3 separate regions of the Mus musculus genome follow, and regions 1 and 3 are each linked to region 2. A link is a contact called in public Hi-C and HiChIP or PLAC-seq data. All regions are on one chromosome and are shown on one strand. Each heading gives the region's core, a stretch centred on a gene start, on an enhancer-like site or on the middle of the called end of the contact. The rest is flanking DNA. Distances are from core to core; before and after follow the strand shown. Region 1 overlaps Rwdd3 (RWD domain containing 3). Region 2 has its middle 3.5 kb from the start of Mir137. Region 3 has its middle 67 kb from the start of Rwdd3.

What was found. A called contact is a pair of places that touch in the nucleus more often than the background predicts. HiChIP or PLAC-seq counts read pairs in DNA pulled down with a chosen protein or histone mark.
Region 1: an H3K4me3 HiChIP or PLAC-seq map of embryonic forebrain shows a contact between it and region 2, with 16 times the contacts expected there. The contact joins two enhancer-like sites. A contact is called at or near these places in 4 of 39 promoter capture datasets (cranial neural crest, frontonasal cranial neural crest, maxillary cranial neural crest and 1 more) and 4 of 115 datasets of contacts at active chromatin or transcription factors (astrocytes, embryonic forebrain, embryonic hindbrain and 1 more).
Region 3: a Hi-C map of cortical neurons shows a contact between it and region 2, with 11 times the contacts expected there. The contact joins two enhancer-like sites. A contact is called at or near these places in 9 of 39 promoter capture datasets (the 3T3-L1 cell line, the C10 cell line, cranial neural crest and 5 more), 2 of 15 datasets of contacts at CTCF or cohesin (pro-B cells and stem cell-derived epiblast-like cells), 69 of 484 Hi-C or Micro-C datasets (the AtT-20 cell line, DN2 thymocytes, DN3 thymocytes and 40 more) and 11 of 115 datasets of contacts at active chromatin or transcription factors (PVALB interneurons, SST interneurons, astrocytes and 8 more).

What each region holds. Positions count from the first base shown.
Region 1 is chr3:121,158,501-121,161,200 of GRCm38.p6, reverse strand. Rwdd3 (RWD domain containing 3) reads left to right here. Exons shown (of 5, transcript NM_028456.3): 2 at 1,946-2,433. Among named protein-coding and RNA genes, the nearest start is that of Rwdd3, 12 kb to the left of the region's middle. Within about 2 kb of position 1,355, at least 42 of the 459 cell types and tissues checked have an H3K27ac peak or open chromatin away from gene starts, as enhancers often do. A contact at or near this core is called in embryonic forebrain, where this site is marked.
Region 2 is chr3:118,429,016-118,431,715 of GRCm38.p6, reverse strand. No RefSeq gene overlaps it. Among named protein-coding and RNA genes, the nearest start is that of Mir137, 3.5 kb to the left of the region's middle. Within about 2 kb of position 1,300, at least 40 of the 459 cell types and tissues checked have an H3K27ac peak or open chromatin away from gene starts, as enhancers often do. A contact at or near this core is called in the N1E-115 cell line, SST interneurons, cerebral cortex and 4 more, where this site is marked.
Region 3 is chr3:121,103,550-121,106,249 of GRCm38.p6, reverse strand. No RefSeq gene overlaps it. Among named protein-coding and RNA genes, the nearest start is that of Rwdd3, 67 kb to the left of the region's middle. Within about 2 kb of position 1,254, at least 21 of the 459 cell types and tissues checked have an H3K27ac peak or open chromatin away from gene starts, as enhancers often do. A contact at or near this core is called in the N1E-115 cell line, SST interneurons, cerebral cortex and 3 more, where this site is marked.

The DNA of each region.
Region 1 (2,700 bases), core at 106-2,605, 2.7 Mb before region 2:
CCAGGCCAGCCAGGACTATGTAGAGTCTCTCTTTCTCTCTCCCCCCTCTCTCCCCTTCTCTCTCTCTCTCTCTCTCTCTCTCTCTCTCTCTCTCTCTCTCTCTCTCTCTTACACACACACACACACACACAAACACAAACACACAAACCCCCTAAAAAACCCTTTATGTTCACACATCTCTAATAGAAGACTTTGCAGGCGTAGACTCAGGAAGCTCTGTGTCCACCCTGGACTGAACCACGGTGGCAGATCTGTGTCTTACTTATTCCTTTTTCTGAACAGCACAGTGCACAGGGTTGACATGTACCCAGTGTATGCTTGTAGAATGATGAATGATTGAAGATTAAAGATTCTACCCCCTCAATGAGAGGGAATGCAGGCTTGCTGCATGACTGCCGACAAGTTTAATCTGCCTGGTGATCCTGTGTTGTTTACAGGTCCATAAAAGTCCTACATAGCAAATATATATTAATCGAACTGATAATGACAGGAGCTTACTCTGACAGTAAAATATACCATTGAAAAGAGGAACTCAGTGAAAGAAAGGAGAGACGTGCAGCTAGTGAGATGTTTCCGTTTGTGGAGGTGCTTGCATATGGGTCTGACAGTCCCATAATCCTCCAAGATAATGAAGCAGAACTGTTTTGTTAAGTTGTTCTCTGAGCCTCCCCATGGCCACACACACCAATAATAATGACAGTATGTTAGTAGAAGAAGGAAGGAGGAACAAAGACACTTGAAGCATGTGATAACTTTTAGAAGCATGTATGCTGTAATATTTAGAGAAGTTTTTTTAAAAATACTATATACATTACATATGTAAAAGAAAATATTATATGGTCTTTGCAATAGCTACTGCCTCTGATTCCGGATGGGGTCTGAAAATAGTAGTTCCTGGCAGCTGGTATTGACATCCATTAAAGAAAAACTCTAACAGATGTGCTAGGTCCTGTATGAATCTGTGTAACAACAGCTTTTAGATACCATTGGGATCAGATGGCTAAGAAGTGATTTCAGTGTTCTGTTAGGCTCTTTAAAATGGAGGCTGTGTTTGGGTGTCCATTGTTGAGGCAGCCATCCAGGTGTAGGATCTGGCTGCTTCTGTGCTGAGAAATAGAACAGGGGCAGAGAAAGAAGGCAGAGAGGCAGACTGGCCACATAGCCCTGTGTCTGGACCTGGCTCCCGTCTCCTTTCTCTGATCAGGGTGCTTCTGCTCCCTGCAGAATGAATTAGCCTGACATTTTATCAACTTTTTGGAAAGTGGGGTGAAGTGATGTGGAACACATCAGAGTGGGGAAGCCAAGCACATCTGAAAGAGAGCAGATTTCCTCTCGTCTCCTAGGCGTGCTCTGCCCCTTGTGGAGTCAGTGGAGGCTGAACGGATGTCCGCCCAGTTTCAGTTCATCCTGCTGCCTTCATGTTACACTGACGTGAGTGGATCGGAATCAGAAGAGTAGGTACCCCCCCAACCCCCCACGTTCAGTGTCACAGATGGTCACCGGTGTCACATGGCCCTGCCACCACCCAGGTTCCGTGTGACTCACCACAAATAACTTGGAGTGGACTCCTTACACCTTCCCTATACATGCTGCTGCTCCATTGAACACCTATAAGGGCTGATTTGTGATTTTCGTAATTACCAGTAAATTATGGATGGAAATTGTATAAATCAAACTGCCTTTTTTTGATAATTTCATAAAAAATGGGTGATAAAGAGAGTGAATTGCAAGTACATTTGCGTGGCACTGTTCATGTGTGTTTATGGCAGGGGGGATTAACCTGTAAATCATGGCTTTTTTGCCTTGTGTGTCTCTTCATAAAATAAACTCAGCGTTTTCCTATGAGCAATAAACTGAGGTTTGAAAGGGAAATTTTTTTAACTGATTAGTATTCCATTGAGATTGAATTATGTGGAGCTAATGATTATTTTTGGATGTCTTCCAGAGACAGATGGGGCTGTGTTTAGAATTCACACAACAGCTGAAGGACTTGTGGGTGAGGATGTGCCCTTAGAGTTGGCGTTCCATTTACCAGTTGGTTACCCTTTGTGTCTACCCGGCATCTCGGTTACCTCGGAACATCTGACCAGGGCCCAGTGTGTTACCGCGAAGGAGAAGTTACTTGGAGAAGCCAGGAAGCTCGTGTCAGAACCGATGGTTCACGAGCTGGTTCTTTGGATCCAGCAGAATCTCAGACTTGTCCTCAGCCAGCCGGAGACCGCCAGCAGCCATGAGAAGTGCACTTTGCCAGAAAGTGCGACGGGGGACGATGGACCGTGGATGACTCTTTTGCGTTTAGATCACATGAGAGCGAGGACTAAATATGTCAAAGCCGTGGAGAAGTGGGCTTCAGAGTTAAGGCTGACAGGAAGACTGATGTTCATGGGTAAATTAATACTGATTTTACTACAAGGAGACAGAAGCAACATCAAGGTGCTGGAAAACTTCATTTTGAATATGAATCTACTTGCTTTCTCTTAAATATGGTGCATTTTTAAGTGTGTTTTATAACAGTGAGCTAGTCGAAGCATGGTGTTTCTGATTTGCCTATCATCGTGTTAAATGGTACTTTGTTTTTTTTTTTTTTTCTCCTCTATTCTTTATATTTGTTTATCTTTTGTGTCTGGGTGTTTTGTCGGGATGTGTCTGTGCACCTCGTGTAAACGTTTAGAAAAGCCTCTGATGCTCACAGAGCCTGGA
Region 2 (2,700 bases), core at 51-2,550:
AGAGACCCACAGACTAGCATGCTTTAAGAAAAAAAATCTGGAACAAGACAGGCGATAGGTTTTCTTCCTAACCAAGCAACAGAGTCAGCCCTTTCCCTACATACCAAATGCTCCACACTTCAGCACCTGGACCAGTGGACAGCTCAGCCCAAGCGGACAGCCTGCAGCACTCCCACCAGAACTGACGCTCCGAGCTCTAACCACAGCTCTTGTGCTTCAGCGGGGCAGCCTGACTTACGAGAACACCATTTCCTACGAGACCACTGCCGCTGGGTGCATATTCAATTCAAACCTCCTTAAGCTGTCGGATTTCCCCCACCCATCCACTCTCCCCACCCCCCTCCACCCTCCACACAAAAAAACGGAAAAGGGAAAAAGCCCAATACTACCAGGGCGTTTGTTGATCAACTTACACTTTCCTCTCGAATATTTAGGTACCGCTATCGGAGCAATAGCAGCGGAGGCTTAGGTCCGCATTAAGTACCTTTGTTCGTCGACTCCTGCAAGCCATGTTTATTAGAATCTACAATTCCCTCGCGCCCTAATAACTGAAGGTGTGTTTTTCGGGCAAGGGGTGCTTTCAGCACCTTTTGATCTCTCAAGGCCACTGCCACTATGGCAGTGTTCCTCTGTACTTCCCCACCCTGTCCCCCACTCCCCAACACCCATCCTAGCTAAACGCTTGGTAATTAAAAACCAAATATTCATAAAGCGAGCTACAAAAAAAAAAATCGGTTTAGGAAATAAGGCAATTAAGCTAAAGCAGAAATATTCTCATTCTCTCTCTCTCTCTCTCTCTCTCTCTCTCTCTCTCTCTCTCTCTCTCTCTCCTCTCTTCTCCCCTCCCTCCTTAACTCCCTCCTCCCTTCTTCTATCTCTCCTTCCCTCTCAAGTAGAAAAGGGAAAACACGAAGGAGAGGGGAAAAAAATCGGGAGGAGGGTGGTAGTGGACTCCTACAATCAATGGCAAAACACTATACACATCGTCACCGAGTAACACTCTCTGTCTCAGACAAAAAGAAACCCATTTACCGATGTAAACATAGTCGCCCTCTCCCACACATCCTACATCCTATGCGTTTGCTGAGATTTGTCTGCAGTATCGCAGGTATAGCAAAGTAACTGTCACAAATCCGTCTAGAATGAAGTGCTTACCCTCTAAATCCAGGTTGCCGGCTGAACTCCAACTGTGTGCAGAAGCCAGGAGTCATCGGATGGGCGGCGAGGCAGGCTTGGGCAGTGGGAGCCGCTGCTCTCTGAGCGCCCGGTTACAGTGTTAACAAGCCCTGGGAAGGGACCTTGTCGCCTCTCGCTGGCTGTGCCCCAGTGCCTTCGCGTGGTGGCGGCTTGCTCATGCTTCGGAGGAGTCCCAGGCGAGAGCCTTCAGCTGATGCGAGCTTCCAGAAAGGCGTGGGGAAGGGGGGAAAATCATCTAATGCAATCAAATCGATCTGATCCACACCATCTGTCGCCTGCCACTATACACAAACGTTAAAATAGGAAAACGGAAAACACTGACAGCCCAAGAGGCTTGGTCTGCAAAGAGTTCATTTTTAGCAAAGCATAATTGGGTATGGTCGGCGTACAGTTACAAAAAGCCGCTGTTAACCATCCAGTAGTGGACCCCGAACATGCTAATGGTGGATTAATTGAGGAAGATCTGACGTGTGAGCTTCATAGTCTCTTATTCATGACTTCCCAATGGGAAAGGACCAATGCCTTGTGGGACTATGGTAACATACAGTCAAAAAGCTGCTAAGAAAATGGCTGTGTGTTCACAGCACCTCTCTCTGATAACAAACATATGTCGACTAAAACGGTTTAGTAGAATGGGAGGGGGGGTTGGAGAATAGAATTTTCATTCCCTGTGTAAGCAACCCCCATATTCTTTCCTTAAAGAAAAGCAAAAAAGATATATACAACATCTTTAGCATACTGGAGAGAAAAAAAATGATGCCTTTAAAGCCTTTTTTTTTAATTTTTAATTTTTAAAATCAGCACCAAACTGTCACAGAAAAGAAAAGGAGCACTTATATAGCAGTTCTTAAAAAAAAAAAAAAACTATCATGCGTTTTCTTACTGTGATCAAAATACATGCAAAGCATATGCTGTATATAAAAACAATCTAGTAAATACCACTAGCTTTGACTAGGGGTTATTTTTTCCAGGTACCCTCTATGACTTATTGAAATCAGATCAGGATGCCTTTTTGAGAAACATTTTGTATCATTTAAAATTGATGGGGGACAGTTTTTAAAAATTAAGTTTTATAGTCCCTCCTCCCACCCATACACTGTTTGATGTGTCTCTGATCTAAACTAAACATTTGATAGGAGTGATATGGCAATGTGGGAAAGGGTAGAGATGTCAGGAAGAGGAAAAGGATGTATACTATCAATAATCAATAAATTCTACTCTATTTTTAATAGAAAAATAGGGAAATAAAATATATCACACCCTGTTAATTGTGATATTTAAATGCATACCATTATTCAAAATTAATGTTTTATGTATGGAGGGAGAACATATTTCAAACAGTGTGTGACTGTCCCTCACCTATTTGCAATTTTCAGATATTTTTAGAGGAACATCATAAGAGAGTTTCTTCTATATACGTGTAGCATTCTTTTATTACCTGTTATAAATAGGCTACACTTCTCTGATTTTCACATCCATTTGAAAACAGATAATCATATTCAC
Region 3 (2,700 bases), core at 5-2,504, 2.7 Mb before region 2:
TTCCAGGCCAGCCTGGTCTACAGGGTGAGTTTCAGGACAACCCGTAGCTAAGGCTACACAGAGAAATCCTGTCTTGAAAAACAAACAAATAACTCCCGTACAAAAATAAAACAAACAAACAAACAAACAAACCAAAAAAACCCCCCAAATAAAAAAACCCAAACCCCAAACCAAAGCCAACCCAAAACCCAACTAGCCAACCAACCAGCCAACCAAAAGAACAACCAACCAATCAAACAAAAGCAAAAACAGAAAGAAAGAAAAGAAAAAAATGAGATAAAAATAAAAATACAACTTGATTTGGACATTTACTCATTCTGAGGTTGCTCCTTTGTCCTAACACGGGCGCCTGGTGTGGTGAATACCCTGTTTCCTGATGCTGGCAGACTTGGGAATCCCTCAGTAAAGCAGTCTTCCCCATGATGATGTTATCTGTTTCTTGCCTAGCAGCAAGATAAGTATATCACGGACAGAGCACCTTCTGGGTGATCCTGCTCCAAAGGCACAGAGCCTAGCAACCCCCCTGCCGGCCTGCTAAGAAAAAGCTGACATCAGAGAAAGCAGAGCTCGACTTGAGTCCCTTGGCCTGACTCCTTTTTGGAGTGCACACTTAATTCTGGGTGAGGCTTACAAAGTGCAGTATTTTCTCCAGCCTTTGGACAACCTAAGGCTGCTCACACGGTGGGAGAAAGGACAGCCACTGCCTCTCTGACAAACATTTGGGGCTGTTGTATTATACCTTGCTCGCTAGCTAGATGAGGCGGGACAGTGACTGGTGTGTTTTTGGAGCTCTGACCCAGAGAGATTCCTCCTTTGTCACTTTATGCGGCTTATTATGTTAAGTGACAGAGTTGAGTCTATAACAACGTAAGCAAGATAAAATAGTGGTTCTCTAGCCACCCCACCCCTCATCTCCCCGTGTGAAGTCTCTTCCTTTTAACCACTCCGCAGCAGCAGTCATTATTACAGAGCAGTTATTTATTGGTCTTCACGCGTAAAATGAATGAGAGCTTTGCTAGATGTTTGTTGTTTAGAATGTATACATATTTTCAAGACTTTAGCTCCTGACACCGGCCGAAATTGCCATTATGAAGCTCTGATTTTGTACAACGGGATGGTGCTGTGGTCCCTGCCTCGCGGGAAGCTGGTCCGCTGTACATACACTTTCATTTTGCTGACTCGATGGAGCCTCTCCAGTGTGTACAGGCTGAAGCAGCCCCCAAGTTCCAGCAGGGGGTGCTGTTGAACTTCTGAAAAAGACCGTAGTTGGGAGCGGAAGGTGGGAAGCGGTGAATGTGGAGGGAGGCATGGGGCTGGTTGTGGGGAGGGGGGCGGGGGGTGGGTGGAAAAAAAAATCTTGGATGCGAAGCTGACATTTCTGTCTGAGGTGAGGCATGCTTTGCTGATGCCACACATGGAATGTTTCGGAAGTGTCAGTAATAAATACTTCTATCAGGAATCTTCATATTCCACACAGCTCTGCTTATCGTACCCCAAGGAGACTCCTACAAAGACATAGCTGTCAGGGGCTAATTTGGGATCTGAAAGCTATGGTGGTTGTCAGGCATCTTTCCCCGTGTGTGATATTTATCTCCTCTCACAAACAAACTGAGTGCAGGGTTTTTAATTAATTTCCAAGTGTCTCCCATGGTAATTTTCCCTCTAATATATTAATACAATGATTTAAGCCTTCATTCAGGAGCAGACTTTCGGCTGAAAATCACCAAAGGCTTAGATGGTGTTTAGTGTTATCAATAAGGTACACGTTCGTTGGTTTGCAGGGAATCAATAAAGTAGCCCTTCCCTCCTTTTTATTTTTAGAAGCATCAATGGGGTTTTTATCTCTTTTAAGTATATTAAGGAAATCATGGCCCTGCTGATTTTAGTTTTCTCCTTCTGATTGGAGGGAGCTCTCAGGCTGCTTCTCTTTATTGTTTATGGAAGATGTGCGTCAGGCAAAGTCTTGATTTGGTGACGAACAGATGAATTTTAAAAAGTGTTTCCCCTTCAGAAAAACTTGATTTTTTTTTTTTTTTTAAGAGAAAAAGTCCCAGAAGAAGAACACAGAAAGGGTCACACTTTGAAAGCAGTTAAAGTCAGGTAGCTGAAGAGCAAGTGAACTAACCTTTTCCCTGCCCCATACCCCTCTCAGTACAAAGCATGAAATACAAATACTAGCAAATTGAAGGTTTACTATTTGTTTCTCAAACAGTGTAGTTCACAAAACAAATGGGTGTGTGCTAATTGGCCAGATTTAAACATTTCACATTGGATATATATATAAATCTATATTCTCTAAAACATGCTGTATATAATACAGTTTTATCTGACAATTAAAATAAAATACATTTGAGAGGGAAAAATCCAACGAAAATGAAAGTGACATTTTGCATGGAAGCCACATTCAGAGTTTTATTTATTTTTTTTTTTAAAGAATTCTTATGTCTCTATTTAATAGTGTTATACTCTTGGCTCAAAGGTTGCCTCAAATTTCATAAGGATTTTTCCCCTTCAATTCACCTTTAGCATATTTGATTACTGGGGTGATAGGGCAGTTCTTGGACTATTTATCTTTCTCTAAAAACAGCATCCAAAAATCATTGGAAAAATTGCTGCAATCAAAGGAAATCCCCAGAATTTATATAGGGATTTTAATTATCTGTAATTAAAGTTTAAATTCTTAGAAATTCGGGAAACTCA